6 separate regions of the Mus musculus genome follow, and regions 2, 3, 4, 5 and 6 are each linked to region 1. The links are chromatin contacts, called in public HiChIP or PLAC-seq and promoter capture Hi-C maps. All regions are on one chromosome and are shown on one strand. Each heading gives the region's core, a stretch centred on a gene start, on an enhancer-like site or on the middle of the called end of the contact. The rest is flanking DNA. Distances are from core to core; before and after follow the strand shown.

The links. Promoter capture Hi-C pulls out the DNA fragments that hold promoters and counts their contacts. HiChIP or PLAC-seq counts read pairs in DNA pulled down with a chosen protein or histone mark.
Region 2: a contact with region 1 is called in a FOXA1 HiChIP or PLAC-seq map of pancreatic cancer cells. The contact joins the promoter of Ccdc61 here to the promoter of Vasp in region 1. A contact is called at or near these places in 1 of 39 promoter capture datasets (second pharyngeal arch cranial neural crest), 1 of 484 Hi-C or Micro-C datasets (embryonic stem cells) and 1 of 115 datasets of contacts at active chromatin or transcription factors (pancreatic cancer cells).
Region 3: an H3K4me3 HiChIP or PLAC-seq map of bone marrow-derived macrophages shows a contact between it and region 1, with 4 times the contacts expected there. The contact joins the promoter of Apoc1 here to the promoter of Vasp in region 1. A contact is called at or near these places in 9 of 39 promoter capture datasets (the C10 cell line, cranial neural crest, frontonasal cranial neural crest and 5 more) and 4 of 115 datasets of contacts at active chromatin or transcription factors (bone marrow-derived macrophages, embryonic stem cells and pancreatic cancer cells).
Region 4: a contact with region 1 is called in an H3K4me3 HiChIP or PLAC-seq map of embryonic stem cells, with 6 times the contacts expected there. The contact joins the promoter of Nectin2 here to the promoter of Vasp in region 1. A contact is called at or near these places in 5 of 39 promoter capture datasets (cranial neural crest, liver, maxillary cranial neural crest and 2 more), 1 of 484 Hi-C or Micro-C datasets (embryonic stem cells) and 2 of 115 datasets of contacts at active chromatin or transcription factors (bone marrow-derived macrophages and embryonic stem cells).
Region 5: a contact with region 1 is called in a promoter capture Hi-C map of liver. The contact joins the promoter of Clasrp here to the promoter of Vasp in region 1. A contact is called at or near these places in 11 of 39 promoter capture datasets (the C10 cell line, the HPC-7 cell line, cranial neural crest and 8 more), 1 of 484 Hi-C or Micro-C datasets (CD8 T cells), 1 of 115 datasets of contacts at active chromatin or transcription factors (bone marrow-derived macrophages) and 2 of 9 other capture datasets (adipose tissue and pancreatic islet).
Region 6: a contact with region 1 is called in a promoter capture Hi-C map of pre-B cells, with 3 times the contacts expected there. The contact joins the promoter of Clptm1 here to the promoter of Vasp in region 1. A contact is called at or near these places in 4 of 39 promoter capture datasets (the C10 cell line, cranial neural crest, liver and 1 more), 2 of 115 datasets of contacts at active chromatin or transcription factors (embryonic stem cells and pancreatic cancer cells) and 3 of 9 other capture datasets (adipose tissue, liver and pancreatic islet).

What each region holds. Positions count from the first base shown.
Region 1 is chr7:19,270,232-19,273,380 of GRCm38.p6, forward strand. It overlaps Vasp (vasodilator-stimulated phosphoprotein), which reads right to left and starts at 1,623. Exons shown (of 13, transcript NM_009499.3): 1 at 1,283-1,623. The coding sequence starts at 1,287.
Region 2 is chr7:18,908,804-18,911,797 of GRCm38.p6, forward strand. Ccdc61 (coiled-coil domain containing 61) reads right to left here and starts at 1,601. Exons shown (of 14, transcript NM_001033314.3): 1 at 1,330-1,601.
Region 3 is chr7:19,691,064-19,694,022 of GRCm38.p6, forward strand. It overlaps Apoc1 (apolipoprotein C-I), which reads right to left and starts at 1,596. Exons shown (of 4, transcript NM_001110009.2): 1 at 1,546-1,596; 2 at 1,348-1,423; 3 at 825-972. The coding sequence starts at 1,405.
Region 4 is chr7:19,748,162-19,750,928 of GRCm38.p6, forward strand. Nectin2 (nectin cell adhesion molecule 2) reads right to left here and starts at 1,412. Exons shown (of 9, transcript NM_008990.3): 1 at 1,054-1,412. The coding sequence starts at 1,141. It overlaps Gm34744 (a long non-coding RNA gene), which reads left to right and starts at 1,409. Exons shown (of 3, transcript XR_881878.3): 1 at 1,409-1,788.
Region 5 is chr7:19,603,143-19,605,885 of GRCm38.p6, forward strand. It overlaps Clasrp (CLK4-associating serine/arginine rich protein), which reads right to left and starts at 1,344. Exons shown (of 21, transcript NM_016680.5): 1 at 1,270-1,344; 2 at 48-163. The coding sequence starts at 146.
Region 6 is chr7:19,663,478-19,666,319 of GRCm38.p6, forward strand. Clptm1 (cleft lip and palate associated transmembrane protein 1) reads right to left here and starts at 1,553. Exons shown (of 14, transcript NM_019649.2): 1 at 1,457-1,553. The coding sequence starts at 1,528.

The sequences.
Region 1 (3,149 bases), core at 373-2,872:
TCCCCAGGAGACTCCTCCTCCAGCCAGGGGCTTTGGGGCAGGAAGTCCCAGCCAAAGTGGAGGAAGGGAGACAGTATTGTCAAGATGTGGCCCCAAGGGAGAGATTATGGGGGGGTGGGGGTGGCTGGGGCTGAGAGGAGGGGAGGCCTCTGTCAGGCCAGGCCCCGCCCTCAGGTGAGCCCAGGAGTTCAGGGCAAGTCCCAGGGAAGACATACAAAAAAAAAAAAAAAGAAAGAAAAAAGAAAAAAAAAATCTTTGTATCCCCCTCACCTACAAGATTAAATTCCTAGGAAGAGAGCTGGAAGAAGCTAGTGAGCCTGGGTCCCTGAGGGAGAAGGCTATGACCTTGACGCTTTCCAGCGCCCCCTCCTCCAATCCCACGGCCTGGGGAAGGGGGTAACACCCAGCGACATTGAGCCCAGGGGGAGGGACTGTGGTGTGGGGAAAGCAGCTGGCCACAGTGCTCACTCGGGGGCCCGCCCCCCACACCAGCTGTCTCGACAGGTGAGTCAGGAAGACAAAGGCCCCCCTCCCCCAGCTGCTGCGCCCCCTCCCTCCCCGGCCACCAGGTTGGGGGGGGGGGACCAGAACCGTCCTCTGGCCCGGGGGTCCAGGAGCCGCCCTGGGCCTGGAGTGCTCCAGGGCCCTAGGACCCAACCTGGTTGCCTAAGGGGAGAAGAGTCCCATCCAGACCCTCTAGGCCCCGTGGGCCAGATTCCCAAGAACTCCTCCACAGGAGAACCTCGGTGTCCACCAAATTTAGGAACATCAAGAAGTGCCCCTAAAGTTAAGGACCGCGATTCCACTCTGGGACTCTCATCCAGTGCCCTAGACGCAAGGATCCGAATTCCAACCACAACCTGAGACTCAAGAGTTTTAGGGCTAGGGTTCTCTAGCCAGCCTCCCACCTGGTTTTGAGTTTGGGGGCGGTAACTCTGAGCCCGCTTATACTAGATCATCCCTGCGAGGATCTGACTATCTGAGAACTCAGAGGTGCTCCCCCCAAAAGTCTTCAAATTCTGAGTCCCGAGAGCGCCCCTAAACCTGAAAGCCATCAAGAGAACCTCAGCCGGCACCGCCCCAAGCCTTTAGGGAGTAGTGTGGAGAAACGGGGTGTCGATATTTAGAGATCGTTCCAGAAGGCACCGGCTCAGATCTGGGACGCCCAAAGCGCTGTGTCCCCTAAATCTAGCCCCAAATGCGCTGGAGGGGGGGAGGGGGACAAAGGCGGGGCGCGGAGCCGGCTCCCGGCTGGGACCCGGCTGGAGGGTTCGGGGCTCACCTCATGGCTGCGCGGAGGGCGGGCGGCGCGCCCACGGGGAGTGCTCCCGGGGCGCCCCTGATTGGAAGTGCAGGGGTGCGGGGCTGGCTCCAGGTTCTGCTCAGTCTCTCTCGGGGTCCCGCCCCATAGAGTCCAGCTTCCTGGGGAGAACGTGGACCGGGCCGGGGCGGGTCTTCAGGCGCCTCCTCCCACCGGTGTTCTGATGTGCTGGGATCCCCTGCGATGGAAAGCGGGGTGCAGCGTCCGAACCTCGCCGGCGCACCCCCTCGGCCGGCTGCACCTACGCGGTTACTCTTACTACTGTACTCTCTTTGCTACATTTCGTTCCAAAATTCCACTCCCCGTACCCACAATTCCCTGCGCCTTAAAGGGGCCGTGGACGCCTCCAGGCGGGGGATGGAGAGCGTTTAAAAGGCAACGCGGAACCTTGGGCTTCCGCAATTGCACTCCTTTCCCGGTCTTGTGGCGTGGGGGTGCACCCTGAGCCTCACTCCGGAGTTGGAGGGGAAAGCTTGGTGGAAGAGACAAGGGGCCTTTCTTTGATCTCTAGCTGTCTCCACTATCAAATTCTTTAGTAGAGATCTGGGGGTGTAGGTTCTCCACTCCAACTCGCTCCGTGGACTTCTCAGTTTATTTTTTGGGGGATGGGGGTACCCTTGGTTAAGCAAGGGATCTCATCAATTTCCACCTTTAAGTAACACTTCCGCACTTCTCTTCCCCAGATCTCGCTTCTCAGGCCGAGCCCCACCCCTCGCCGCCCCCCACCCTCCCGGGGAAGGTGTGGAGGAAGTGAGCGAGGGGGCGCGGCGGGCCGCTGACTCACCGCGGCCGGGTCGTGGTTGGGGTGGGGGCGGGGGTAAGGGTGGGGGATAGACTAGGAGCGAAGGGTTGGTGGTGAGACCCCGATCTGCTCCCCACGCGGGCCCAGCTACAGCTTAATTTTGCCCACGGAGGGTAGTAGGATCGTCCCAACAATCCGGCAGGCTCAGAGGCCCGGAGACCCTCCTCTAGAGCCCCTTCCCCGCCAACACGTCCGGGCTGAGTCGAGCCCCCCCTCCCCCAAGCCTTCCGCAGTGGGACCCATAGGCCCCGCCCAGAGTTACATCATCATGCAGACACGCCCCTCCCGTAGAGCTCTACCTGGCCGGCTGAAAGGCGGTAACTCTAAGAAAATGGCAGTTCCTGACTTACTGATCGAGAAACTGAGGCTCAGAGACAGGGAATGGGTTTAGCTTATTTGGGTCCCCCCGCTCCCAAACTCACGAGAATCAATCCACGTGGCCTTTGGCCAATCCATTTCCTGGATGCTATGCTGGCTCCCTGTTGTCCTTCACTTGTAAGAACCTCAACCTTCAGGCCAAACTCTTACAGTAATTCTGCTCTAAAAAAATCTAGTACACCAGTTAGTTGTCCTGCTCAAACCAGGAGGCTGAGGCAAGAGGATCACGAGTTTGAGGCCAACCTGGGCTACAGGGTGACTTTAACGTCATCTGAGGTTATATATTTAAGAACAAAAGTGGCCTGTGGAAGTAGGGCAGCAGTTAAAGGGGGGGGGGGGATGGAGAGATGGCTCAGCGGTTAAGAGCACTGACTGCTCTTCCAAAGGTCCTGAGTTCAAATCCCAGCAACCTCATGGTGGCTCACAACCATCTATAATGAGATCTGATGTCCTCTTCTTGTGTGTCTGAAGACAGCTACAGTGTACTTACATATAATAATAAATTAAAAAAAAAAACTTGCTACTTTTGCAGAGGACCCAAGTTCAATTCCCAACACTTACAGGGCTAATAACTGTAATTATAGGGTTACGTTCATATGTGCATGCCCACCACCTCCATACACATATATAATTAAAAATAATACAAGT
Region 2 (2,994 bases), core at 351-2,850, 360 kb before region 1:
TCGGGTATGAAAGGATTAAAGAACTCGCCCAAAGCCACAATGATTTCCATAGTGGGTCCCAGAGTCAGTGCCAGGGCCCAAACTTGGGCAAACAGATACCAAAGCTCACACTCTCTTCTCTAGGTTTGTTTTGAGACAAGGTCTCCCTCTTTAGGTAAAACGAGCCCCAAGCTCATCCTGTGACCCAGACTGATCTCAAACTGCCAGTCCTTCGCCTCAGCTGCCCAGTCCTGGGATTACAAAGGTGTGCCACTGTAGGATGCGTTATGACACTTCAGGGTTCATTCAGAGGGGCTGTCCAGACGACTCAATGGGTAAAGCTTCCTGCTGTGTAAACCCAAAGAGCGGAGCTTGACCCCTAGAATCCACAGAAAGGTGGAAGGAGAGAACCAACCCAGTGTTGTTGTCCGACCTCCACAGCCACAGCCATATAGCTGGTCCTTGCTACTTTGTGGGTTCTTTCCCCCAGGCTTTATCTCCCATTTTCACCCCCTAAATACTAGATAGGAGAGAAAACAAGGATAGAGGGGAAGAGAGGAATTAGGAAAACCCCTGAATCTAATTTCTTTCCTTTTGTTTCTTCTTCGACCGTGACTACTAACAAACCACAACCAACCTTCCTAAATGACCAACAACCCTGCACACATGCACATACACATACAGGCACACATGCTTCTTGGGGGCCCTAACATTTATATGCTCTCTAAAATGTTCCCAAAATTCCAAATGTCACACAATCGAAAAAAAAATTATCTGCAGCTGGCAAAAACACACTTCTGCTAGAGCAAGCGGCAAATCATAGTAAGCTGAGAACTGTCCAAAACAGGTACACCTGGGATTAAAATGAAAACATATTCTTATAATATTTCTGTGTTTTTTAAAGGAACCAAAATTCCAAAGCTGTCACTACACACCCATCCTGTGATATGAATCCCCCTCCCATCACACACTTGTGTGAACACACAATAATTTCTATGCGTTCAAGGAAAAAAGGCGAGACACTGTCTCAAAAACAAAACATAAGACTCGTTCCCGACCTCGGCAGCAGTGGTAGAACTATTGACTAACATTTCAAAGTTTGTCATCTAGCACTGCAAAGAAAGCGAGAATTAAAAGTGATTTCACGACAAATAACTTGCTCAGAGCCTGCACACAGTAAACGCCTCTGGTCCGTAGGGTAGGAACACACCCTCAACCCTGGAACCTCAACCCTGCCTTGTCTTCACCTGCCTCCATCCTCCAAACCAACTCAAGTTCAGAACCTACGGCATCTCGAGGACACCCCCTCCGCACCTCGTGGGGTGTAATATATATAAAATAAAACTCTACCTTACAAGCTCTAGTGCAGTATTCGGTAAGGGTTCTCTAAGTTCTAGCCGCGTATCTCGCGAGCGACAACATGATGCATTAAAGACCCCGTGAAATCTCCAGCTTGCATAGGTTCTGGCGTCCACCTGCGTGAAAGAATCGGTGCTCTGGGGACTCCCCACTGCCCGCGCCTGCAGCCCGCGCCTGGAGCCCGCGCCCACACCCGCGTACTCGCTCTTCACCTCCACGGACTCGATCTTCACGAGCGGTTCAACCGCCGAAGTTTCAGCTCCGCCCACATCCGGCCTTCTCACTTCTGATTGGTCTGATCTTACAGGCAGCCATGTTTCCATAAGTCAAAAGCGACGCCCGTCACTCTGTCCCGCCCCCATGGGAGAACCCGCCTTCCGAAGTTTACAATTGGTCTATTTGGAAGAGGCGTTACTAACACGTGTGGGGAGACCTCCGAGGTTTACAGTCTGTTTCTAGTGATTATTGGGTAGATATTCTGCCAATCATAAGAAAAAGGTGGTCCCTTGGAGTAGAAGGAGGATCCCGGAAATAGCATTTTTACTCCGCCTACCACACCCACCACCCCCAGCAAGGCAGGCCTCGCCCACAGAGAAGGAAGGGGCTGACTAGAGTGTGGAACTTGCTCAGAGGAAGGTCCGAGCCTTCAAGTCAGGAGGCTTAGAGGATATTCTCAACTGTAAGGACAGCCTAAGTATACCCTGATCGGTTTGCTAGACTTGGCTTTGTCAGTGCATGCATGACAAAACCTCAAGTGGCCCAAGCTAGTCTCCTATGCATCCTTGAACTCCTGATCCTCCTGCCTCCACCTTCCCGGTACTGAGATTACTGGAGTTGTACCACCATGCCTGGCATGGCACTGGCTTCATTAAAGCTCAACACAGCAAAGTAGGAGTTATTTTTTAATAGTTTTAGATTTATTTATTTTATATGTGTGAGTTTTATGCCTGCGTGTATGCCTGTGCACGACGCGTGTGCCTGGTGCCTGCAGAGGTCGGAAGACGGCGTCAGGAGCCTCGGACTGTAGTTACAAATGGTTGTGAAGCACCTTAGGGATGCTGGAAACTGAGCTCCAGGCCCTTTAGAAGAGCAGCCAGTGCTCTTTTTCTTTCTTTTCTTTCTCCCCAACCTCCTGAAGTTGTCTTGAGACATATCTCACGCTATAGCTTTGGCTAGCCTGAATTTCACTACGTAGATCAGGTTGTCCTCGAAGTCACCGAGACCCCCATGCCTCTGCCTCTACCTCCTGAGTTCTGGGATTAAAGGCACATACACCATGGCATCAGGCTAGAGGAGTTTACTTATTTATTAGATGACACTTTGTGTGTGTGTGTGTGTGTGTGTGTGTGTGTGTTAGGGTGCATGTGCCACGACCACAGCATCTGTAACCCTATTCCTAACAAAACAAGAACAGGATACCAAGCTTTCACTAGCCAGCCTGCCTAGCCACTCAGTGAGCTCCTGGTTCAATGAGAGATCCTGTTCTCAAAAATTAAGGTGTGGAGACCTTGAGGAAGATTGCAATATTCACCTCTGATCTGTGCAAGGGCAGACAAAGGCTCAGTGGGAGAGCCCCTGCCTAGAATCCCCCAGTGATGGGCTGGGGGCGTGGCTCAGTGGTAGAACCCCTGCCTAGAATCCCCCAGTGAGGGGCTA
Region 3 (2,959 bases), core at 346-2,845, 420 kb after region 1:
TTTAGGCCTGGCTGGATATTTGTAATCAAACTCAGACCTCACTTTAAATGAACGATTTGTCTACTTGCCAAACTGGCTAGCCAACCTGTTTACAGCATACCAGGTGTCTCTCAGGTGTCTTCACCTCCTGCTTTTTGTTGTTGTTTTCAATTTGAGGCAGAACCTTGCCTATAGCCCAGGCTGGTCTCAAACTCCTATTTCTGTTCTTTGCTGGGCCCTTTTTTTTGGGGGGTGGTGGTGGTGTTGAGACAGGGTTTCTCTGTGTAGCCCTGGCTTTCCTAGAACTAGCTCCAATCAGGCTGGCCTCAAAGAGATCTGCCTGCCTCTGCCTCATGAATACTGGGATCAAAGGTGTGCGCCACCACTGCCTGGCTAGTTCTTAACCCAGCATGCCCTAATCTCTCTTTGGCCAGTGTAAACTGCAGAGCCCAGGCCTGTACAGCTTCTGCTGTGCCCCTGCCCCAACTCTCCTACATTCTTTCTCTGTCTCGGAGACTCAAGTCATGACCTGTCTCAAGAGTACACAGGGAGGGGTCAGGGTCTGTCCTAACCAGTCAGCCGCCTAGCTTGGCCCTTCACTAGGACTTGGAAACATCTCTAACAGTTGGCTGGGAGTTACACCGCCTGTCTCCACACTACGAGCACTTTGACATCCAGTTCAATGACTTCAGATACAGTTCTATGACTTCAGGGAAAGTGTCAAACACTCTGGTGCAGTTTCCCCATTGTGTCAGTGTGGAACTGTCTGCTAGGGCTTTTACACACGGGCGCGCGCGCACGCACACACACACACACCACCCGCCCGTGCCCTGAAAGGTCCTAACCGGGTCTTGGTCAAAATTTCCTTCTGTTTGATATGTTCAATGGCTGCCCGGGCCTTGTCTTCCAAAGTGTTCCCAAACTCCTTCAGTTTATCCGGTATGCTCTCCAATGTTCCGGACAAATCCGGGGCCGCCTGGGCGGGGGCTGGGCCTGCCGCGAGAGGGTTGCGAGCAAACTCATTAGCATGGGGGAGGGTATTGGACACTTGATTTTACTGCACCTCTCACCTCCTTGTTTTTACGCTCCGCCCCTTCTAGGAAGATTAGCCAATTCCAAAGGGTGGTATCCTAGGTCATTGGTTACTGCGTCTTTTCTGGACAGAGTTGCCTCCTTCAGCACCCACTTTGACACAAAAATAAGGCACCTGGCAGGTGGGATGGGGGACGATGGGAGGGCGGTAGTGGAATGATGACACAGAAAGGGACCTCAGAGCCCTCCTCGAGGGTCTTCTAAGCCTGGGCCGCAGGCACAAGGCCAACTTCACACTTCCAAGCCTCTTTCTTACCTTCCAAGGCTCTTTCTTACCTTCCAAGGTCATGGCTACGACCACAATCAGGACAGGAAGAGCGATGAAGAGCCTCATCCTGGTTGGAGGGGCACCCTGGAGGCAGACGCACGGGTAGCGGGGGACATCGCTAGTATTCACCACCGCCCTCCACCATGATCCCACCACCCCAATCCCTTAGCTGTAGGTAGTGGGGGGACACTTTCCTATGCACTAACCTGGATCTAAGGATCTCTCAGGAGGCCCATGGCGGTGGGAGGATCCTGCACAGAGGTTTAACCGGTTGGGGAGGGGGCGGAGCAAGCTGGTCGCCCTCCCCCTGAGCCTCCCCCTTGTCTCTGTGTCCACCTACTTTTTCTTTTTTCTTTTTTCTCTTTTTTTTTTTTTTACATAGGCTTTTTGGCTGGCCTGGAATTTGTGATGCTCCTGCCTCTGCCTCTCTAGTGAGTTGCTGGGATTACAGGCATGCACCAACACCAACACAACCAGCCCACTCTCTTCTGTCATTCTGGTCGATACTGGGAGGCAGATCCCACATCCAGGCTTTTTATTTAGGCCCAAGGCTCGTCACTGGTCAGCATCCTCACTTCCAAATCTCATTGATCTCCACCCAGCCTTGGCTGCTCTGCCTACTCACTCTCTCTCTGAGGCTGTCCCACCTTAAGGGGGGGGGTCTTACAAACAACTCCCCTCACCCCCATCTCACCCCTAGCTCACACTGCATCCTCAGGTTAGCTCTTCTCTACCTTCTCCTTGACCAGGAGCCTCAGCTCACATTCTGTCCCGGATGCTGCACCCTGGCTCCCTTCACCTCCAATGCCTTTGCATCTGCACACCCTCAGACCTCCTCGGATGCTCTCTGGGATCTTGGCATCCCCTCATCTCCCTTCCTTAGAAGTTGCCTCTTCAGCTAGTCAAAACTGCAAAGAAGCTAAGAGCCTCTTAGCTTGCAGAGCTCCATAGTGTCCCCTAACTGGCACAACCCCCCTTCCCCCGTTTTTAGGTCTTGTGGGGCCTCCTAGGCCCCTGCAGGCCCTAAACTTGCCTCCCTGCCCCCTCCTTCCACAACATCCTTTCTCTCAGGCTAGAGTCCAAGGCCCTTCTCCCCCCCTCCCCCAGAGCTGTCATTGACCGACAGTGACCCCCTGGCAGCTGGTGGCTAAGGGGCCCAGACTCTAGGTTGGCTGGCCTGGTGCCCCTGCAACCCACGTGTCAGTTGGGGCGGGGGTGGGGGTGGGGACGACGACAACAGGGGGATGGTTGTGAAAGGGGTGGAACAGATTCTCGACCCTGGCTGGGTTGCGACATCTCTGGGGCCAACTCGGCGCTAGCTAGCTTCCAGTCCCTGTGGGCACCAGGCCTGACCCTTTTGCTTCTTGAAAGGAGTCCTGCTCAGTCCTCAAGCGCCCATCTGAATAATGTAACAGATTTCCCCCTTACTCTGCCCAGTGCTTGGTGCTTCCAGTGTCATCCTACTCTTAGCAACAAGGGCTTCCTGTGCCACAGGTAGGGTACGGGAAGCACACAGCTAAGGTTCTAAAACTGCTAGTCATTCAGTTCTTTTTTTTTTTTTTTTTTTCCTTCTTGTTTTCCTCTGTGTAGCCCTGGCTGTCCTGGAACTCACTCTGTACA
Region 4 (2,767 bases), core at 162-2,661, 480 kb after region 1:
CGCCCCTCCCAAACTAGGTGAAAGCGATACCGGAAAACTTCCCCAGGGACGTTGCCACTCACAAGGAAAGGGGGAAGGGGAGGAAAACTGCAAACCTCCCGGGCTCTGACTCTACCTGGGACACAGCCGACTAAGTTCCCAATTTCAGGCTACGTCTTTAAGCCTTTGATTATATTTGGGGGCAGAGGGGTAAAGGTCAGAGTCCCTTGATCATTAAATTCCATTGCCTACAGCTAAATCCGAACCTGCCAAGATAGTGCCTCTGGACCCTAACTGCACCTGGACCCCAGCGAGCAGAGCTCTTTGCCCACAGTTAAACCCAAGACCCACAAGTTTGAACCCCTTTTCTCCAATTCTATCTAGACCCGGGTTAGGCTCGCCTTCTGAGATCCTGGAGGCAGAACCTCTTAATTTTCCCAGAACCCAGGGGTCAGTGTCTGTAAACTCCCTGAGGCTTGCACTCCAGACTCACACCCTTCCTGCCCCTGAGTGCCCCCAACTCTCATCATTGGTTTGCCAAGGGCTCCCAAAGACCGAACTCATCCCCCCCCCAACACACACTCGTCTTGGGAACCTCGACTGTGGGTCCCCTCGCGCCCAATTCTCCCCGGGCCTCGGATGCCCAACCCAACAAGAAGGAAAAGAAAAAAAAGGGGGGGGGGTGTCGTCCCTCCTCACCATCACGACCCTCCAGCTAGTGTGAGTGGGGGGAACATTCTCCACATTCCTGAGGGGGGAGAGCAGAGACGGAAATCCAGATTCCGGATAAGTGATCAGCACAGGATGGGGAGGATTTAACCCTTTCCACGCCGAGGGAGGTGGAGGGGGTCAGAAACCCGGGTTAGAATGGACACTTGTGATTACGCGAGGTGCAGAGAGGGAGGTTAGGAGACTCGGAGAGAGAGCCCGGTGTGTTGCGAGAATCTCGATCAGTAGGGCCAACCTAGAAGGGGGCACGAGGGAAAGGGGCCTCGGGGAGCTGGGAGTGAGGTGGGGGACGATGCCCCGTTCCCTCCCTTCTGAGGACTGACGAAGGCATCCGCGCGTTTTCACCTGTTTCCTGAAGCAGGAGCAGTAGCAGCGGCAACAACGGCAGCGTCGGTGACAATCTGGACGGCGGGAGGACTGCGGCCCGGGCCATGGGGGGCCCGGGGAGGGACTGGGCCCGGGCAGGGGGTGCCTAGGGACCACTCTTCGTGTACCGATCGGCTGGGAGGGCAGTCAGGGGTCTGAAGTGTCCGGCTCCAGGCCGGCTTCCGCCGCTCACGGCTCCCCGGATCAGTTCGTTCGGCCCAGCTTTCCCTCGCCTGGCTCTCAGGATCCGCGCCCCCCGGCCCCTCGCTTAGCTCCAGCGGGCCGGACTCATGACGTCACAGGCCCCGCCCCTCTTCGCCAAGCCGATCCTAGGGCTCAGGCTCCGCCCCTCTCAGGGCTAAGACCCCGCCCATCCCGCGTCCCACACCTGTCTGGCCCCACGATTCTATCTCCGCCTTCTCCTGGAATTAACTATTTGACCACGCCCACTCGACATGGAGCCACGCCCACACACAACCCGGGAAGACCCACTGCGCCCCCTACTGGTCACTCTAATGAGACGCGGTCACACCCCCTTCTAAACTTCCGGTCGCCTCCCACCAGGAGAAGCCATGCCTTCTCGCCCAGACCACGCCCCACTGCCCTCTGGTTAGCCTGAGTATGTGGGCTCTCATAGGGCCTCCCTTCCTGAGGCACCGCCCCTTGGTGAGGCCACACCCCTGTCCCAGCCTTTCTCCTAGTCCTGCTGCTGTGGTAGGTCGGGGTCACTTCTTAGTGGACCCCATTTCTTTCTGATCTCTGCCCTGGGTTCTCGTGTCGCCGCATCATTTCTTTCCAGATTTCTCCTCTTTCTCTACCTCTGAGTCTCCCTCCGCATCCCCATGTTTCTCTGTGGCTCTGCTCTGGTGTTTCTTTGTCTGTCCATGTGCCTATGTCACTTAGTCCCCGTGTCTCGTTGCATTCCTTTGACTGTGTGCGTCTCTCTTTGCGTCCCTGTCACTTTCTGTTTCTTGTCTCATAGTTTTTTTCTGTGTCACTCTTAATATTCCTGTCCCTGCATCTGGCCTCTGCGTCCCTCCCACCCAGTATCCTTTTTTTATATCGCAGCCTTCCGCGAGGGGGCAGCATAAACCAACCCAGCAGGCCGAACCCCGCTGGGTGGGGCTGGACCAGTCAGTCTGTCCTCTGGCCCTACCAGTCCCTTCCGGTTGTCCTTGTCCCACTTTCTCTATCTCACCAGAATCCTGTGGTCTTTGTGGCTGGTTTTGAGGCGGCCCTTTTGTCTCTTCGTAGACGCTCCACCCTCCCCACCCCCACCCGCCTTTTCACATTCCCAGGGCCGCCGAGTGGAGCTAATGAGAAGGTCCACTTGTTGGGGATGGGGGAGGGGAACAGGTACTCCGCTGCTGAAGTACCTGACAGCCAAATCCTCCCCAAGGGCCAGGCATTTGGGGGTTTCTTGTGAGAGAGCCACCTGGGCTGGGGTAGGGCCCCTTCTCCACCGGCCACATACATGAAGCCCCTCTCCCATGTGGCAAGGCCCAAGGAGTGGACCCTGGCTCTGACCAACTTGCTTTCCACTCTTGTTAATGCTCCTATTTGTTTGCTTGCTGATTATTTTGTGTGTGTGCAGGCCGTGCTGACTTCTGAAGGGCAAATAACAACTTGCTTTGAGTTGGAAGCAGCAAGTGGGTGCCGGGGCCCCAACTCACGTAGCCAAGTTTGGTGGCAC
Region 5 (2,743 bases), core at 94-2,593, 330 kb after region 1:
CTTCCCTCTGGAGCCCGCCCGCCCCACACTCAAGTCTGCTCACTCACAATCTTCTCATAGTACTCCCGACGCCGCTCCGCCCTCTTCTTGTAGTCCACCATCATGCCTCGAAGTTTCCGCTCATGCTTCCGAGCCTCGTGCCACATGGTGCTGAGGCTTCTGCCTGAGGGAGGAGGGCACCAGACATGTCAAAGGGACTATAAAGACCACGTGGGTAGAGTTACAGTCCTCTGACATGTTGGGGTTGATCCTGATGGACTAAATTCCAAGTCCCATGGCTTCAGGGGAGAGAGAGACCCTGCTGCAGACCAGGACGCTGAGTGCACAAAAGGACTCCTAACAGTCCTGTGGCAGTAGCTCCAGAACTATGAGAAAGCTCTCTGTGACCTAGGTAAGATCTTCTCCTGGGAAAAAAAATCCTCCTAGATTCTGCTCGCTAAAGTCCATATGAAAGACTATAGAGTAGATAGCCTTTGGAAGGCTGATGCAGAACTGTCTTGAGTTCAAGGCCAGCCTTGGTTACACTGTCCAGTGTAACCTAAATATGGAGATCCTACTTTAATTAAAAAAAAAATGGCTGGGAGTGATGGTGCATGCCTTGAATCTCAGCAGTGGGAAGGCAGGACAGGCAGATGTCTGAGTATGGAGCCAGCCTGGTTTATGTACTAAGTTCCAGGCTAGCCAAGGCTACATAGTGAGATGCTGTCTGGAAAAATAAAAATGGAATTTTTGAAATAAAAGGAATGTCTGAAACCGATCCGTAGCTGCCAGGGCTGGGCTCACAAGAACCCCTAAGATCCCTCTGCAGGAACCATGCATGGTACGGGAGGGGGGTGCAGCAGTGTTGTAAGGTAGGTTAGTGGAGAGAGGCAACAGCACAGCCCAGACACGCTTGGGGAGGGGGGTGAGGCCAGGTGAAGGGCGTGGACAGAGGATGAAGATGGTCAGGCGGCTGAGCTCTAAAGGAGGGACGTGAAGCCGGCCAGGCAGGCTAAAAAGAGAGAGTGCGGCCCTGGGCCGGAGCGATGGGTGAAAGACAGGGACGGAGCTGCGTCTGGGGACCAGGGTCCGTGCCGAACCCCAAAGCCCGGATTCGGGCCTGAGGAGGGGCGAGGGGCGCAGCCTGAGGCCTGTCAGGGCGGAAGCAGGCGGGGCCGCCGTCGGGGCCCGGCGGACACCCACGGTGATCTCCGGAGCGCCTCGGACAAGGATGAGGTCGACTGCCACCGCTCGGAAGCCGGGAGGTCGGGGTCGGATGCCTGCACTCACCGGCCAGTCGCCGCCTCCCACTGCTGCGCTCGCGCGCGCTCACGACCCACACCGGAAGCGGAAGTGAGAGGTTGAGCGAAGGAGAGAGGCGGCGCTGCACAAAAGGCACTTCCGCGGTCGAGAGGAAGGGCTCTGGGATGTGGGCGTGGCTCTCGCGATTATGGGCGGGGCCTGCAGGGTGGCACCATCTGGGACCTGTCCTAAAAGTGAGAGCTTAAGTAGAGGAACCCAGAATTCCAGACACGTTTTGTTGTTGTTTTTAAAGATTTATTTCTTTTAGGGGCTGGAGTGGTGACAATCGATTGAGAACTGGAAGCTCTCGCCAAGGTCCTGAGTTTAATTGCCCGCACTCACATAGGGCTCACAACCAGTCTCTTTTTTTTTTTTTTTTTTTTTAAAGATTTATTTATTTATTATATGTAAGTACACTGTAGCTGTCTTCAGACATTCCAGAAGAGGGAGTCAGATCTCATTACAGATGGTTGTGAGCCACCATGTGGTTGCTGGGATTTGAACTCTGGACCTTCGGAAGAGCAGTCGGGTGCTCTTACCCACTGAGCCATCTCACCAGCCCAACAACCAGTCTCTTAACTGTAGTCCTATGGGATCCAGTGCCCTATTCTGATGTGCATACATGCCGAGAAAACACCCATATGCATAAAATACAAAAATAGAAAAGTCTTTTTAAAAGATTTATATTGCCGGACAGTGGTGGCACACGCCTTTTAATCCCAGCACTTGGGAGGCAGAGGCAGGTAGATTTCTGAGTTCGAGGCCAGCCTGGTCTACAAAGTGAGTTCCAGGACAGCCAGGGCTACACAGAGAAACCCTGTCTCGGAAAAAAAATATTATGTGTATGCCTGAAGGTGTATGTTTCTCTGAGATGTATACACACACATATATATTATATAATTTTATTTAATCCTATATGTACATATATATGTATACATATATGTACGTGTATATGTATATATAAATATATATGTATACACACAGACATATATGTGGGATTAATAAAAATTATCTGTAGGTTGTGTTCAGTTAATTCAACAATAGCAGGCTAGGAACAGAAAGGCCAAGAACTCAGTAGATCAGTAGATGCTCGGGCTACAAGGCTGGATGCCTCAGCTGGTCTTCAGTATACACTAGAACCACAGAGAAGGCTCTAACGCCAGTGAAGGAATGGACTTGCTAGCAAGACGATGGCAAGCAGGCAAATACCTAAAGCTTCCTTCTTCCACATCCCTATATACAATCCAGCAGAAATCGTGGCCCAGATTAGAGCTGGATTAAAAGTGTGTCTTCCCATCTCAAGATCCAGATTAGAAATTGAGCTTCCAGGGGCTGGAGAAATGGCTCGGCGGTTAAGAGCACTGACTCTTCTTCTGGAGGTCCTGAGTTCAATTCCCAGCAACCACATGGTGGCTCACAACCATCTGTAATGGAATCCAATGCCTTTTTCTGGTATGTCTGA
Region 6 (2,842 bases), core at 303-2,802, 390 kb after region 1:
TGAGCATTAAAACTTTTCAAGCATAAGCTAGGATTAGAAGTAGACTGTCATCCCAGCACTTGGGAGGCTGAAGCAGAAGGGCCACCATCGGCCCTAGCTTCATAGGAAGACCCTGACCAAAGTCACAAAGCAAAGATTTAGAGCAGAGATGGGAACCAGAGAGGCTCCACATGTGACTGGAAGCTCAACAGTCTCTCACGCCACTGCCACCCAATAATCAACAGAAACTTACAGGAGCCAGTCCCAAGGACCAGAGGCTAGGACGTCCCTGCAGACCCCGCTGGTGTATTCACCACAGCAGGGATAAACCAGCAATTTCCTGAGCTGTGTGCACCCAAGGTCTGGTTGGAAATGCCAGAAAGACTCAGTCAGAAAAGGTGGGTTCTACCTCATCACTTGAGTGTATCTGTCCCCCTCCTTTGAGACCCTACAGCCCCTCATCCCGACTTCTGTCACTTCCCGAGTCTGTTTACGCTACCATCTCCTCTCCCACTCCCCTCACTGCAGGGACATGACTGGAGACATCTTTATAGCCATAAGGCTGGCCCTCTCGCCCAAGTCCTCCATTAACCACTGGGGAAATAAAGACCCAAAGGAAGAAAACTTGTCCAAGGTCACATCCAGTCAGCTACATGCACCCCTCCCAGTCGGTACTCCTCACCCCTGAGCTGCCTCCTACACGGCAGTGACATCCCAGTGGGTGGGTCGACAGCACCTTGCTTCCACTCCATCAATTCCAGCAGAAGCCTGCACGGTGCCTGAGTGAACTGCTATGCTCTGAGGTCTCAGTTTATTTGAGGTGGTAATGGGTTGGGAGGCAAACGCGCCTGGATCAATTATTTCTCTATTTATTTGATCAGCTTGGGCTAAAACAGCGCCCATCTCAGCCCAGACCACCCACAGTCAGCTTTTTCCTAGAACGGACACCAAAACTAACCTGGGTGACCTTCTACAAGCGCCTTCGTCTTGTCGTCCCTCGGATCCTTGTCTGTGAAATGGGTCGGTCGGCCTCCGCAGCCCATGCCCTCTACCCACCACAATTACCGTATTTGCCCTGAGCTTGAAAACTCTCAATTAACCAACCACTGCCCCCGATCTCGGGCACTGCGGAGCGGACCAGGAACACCAGCCCTCTCTAGAAACAGTGCTGGAGGCTGGAACCACACAGTCGAGGACCGAGTCTGCGCCCCTCCGCGCCACCCTCTCCTCCGCTCGAGCAAGGAGTCCGCTGGACGCCCGGCGCGAGCCTGCAGGAGACCCGGCGCGCAACAGGGCCGGGTTCCCGCCACCGTCCGGCCTCCTGGGCGGCCGGGCGCCGCCAGGGCCCAATATTCAAGGTCCCTCTGGGGCATGGAGCCCCCGGTGCACCGGGTTCCTCCAAAAAGGACAAGACACTCCCTGCAGGGGTGCCCCCCGCTGGGGAAGAGCCCCCTCAGGCACCTCTCGGCCTCCGTACCTGACCAGAGCTGCCTCCCCCGGCCGCCACCACGGCGCTGCCGGCCCCGTCCGCCTCCTGCGCCGCCGCCATCTTCCTGCTCCGGGTCCCCGCCCCCGCCGCCAGCCCCGCCCCGTCCCCGACGGCGCCAGCGCGATCGCGCGAGATTTTACGCTTAACCCGTCCCCACCAGGCTTCCGTATCAGAATGGAGCGCCTCAAGCCACGCCCTCTTGAAGGACCAACTAGGCCACCGTACTCGACGTCCGCCCCTTTCACCGCAATTTGGTTGTTTTGGTCTAGCAGGGAGTGACTTCTCCGAGTGCTTGAACTTTCTATAGCAGGAAATGCTCTTTTCATGGGTTCTACTTGTTACACTCGGCCAAGGTGGATGGTTATTTTTTTGATTGTATGGTCTTCCCAAGCAATTCCACCGCAGTTCGGATGGCCGTTTCTTCTCGGGTTTTACAAAGTCGATGGTTTCGGAGCTTTTCCGGCCACCGTAGCGATTCGCTAGAGCCACGCCCCTCTTGAAGAGAAAACCCCTCTCTGGCTGCGGATTTTCGACCTAAGGGGTGGTCATTACTTTGTTCTTTTCGCTTCTGATGCGATTTCCTTGTCTTAAGCTTTCGTCATCAACCCTCGGAGACTGTAGTTCATCCTTAGGCCGTATCTGCTTTCTTACGGACACCACACCTGGAAATGGGACCCTAGTCACTTTTTTCAAATAAAGACTCGTTTATTTGTTTTATGTACACGAGCACTGTATCTTTATGTCAGCAGAGGGCATCAGATCACCTTATAGATGGTTGTGAGCCACCGTGTGGTTGCTCGGAAGTAAACTCGGGACCTCTGGAAGAGCAGATATGCTCTTAGCCGCTGAGCCACCTTCATCCCGGACCTTAGCCGCTTTTAGGCCGCTTAGTTTAGCACTCGTCTTCCATTAGGGGTCTGTGCTTTCTTGCAAACCTCGAATCTTTAAACACAAAGACAGGATCTCATTCTGTAGCCCAGGCCGGCCTCAACTCCTGATCCTCCTGCCTCAGCCTCCAGAATACTGGGATTAAAACATAACATACATGAGAGTAATAATCCTATTTTCTCCTTTTGTTTGTTCGTTTTGATGGGTAAAGGGAAAGGTCTTGAAATGAAGCCCTGGCTGTGGCAAGCATAGAACTTGCGGCATCTTCTAGCCTCATCCTCAGGAGTGCTAGGAGTGCTATCGGGGATTACAGGTTATGTCTCAGCACATTAAACAAGTGAGAGACCAATTCCTTTGGGTTCAGACTCCATCTCAGAGAATCTGACTTAAGATTGAACTCAAGTAAACTAACAGGCCGGTACCTAGCACTAGTTCTAGGCTACACCGCAACAAGAGCTTGAATAAAAAGATCCTAATGCAATTGCT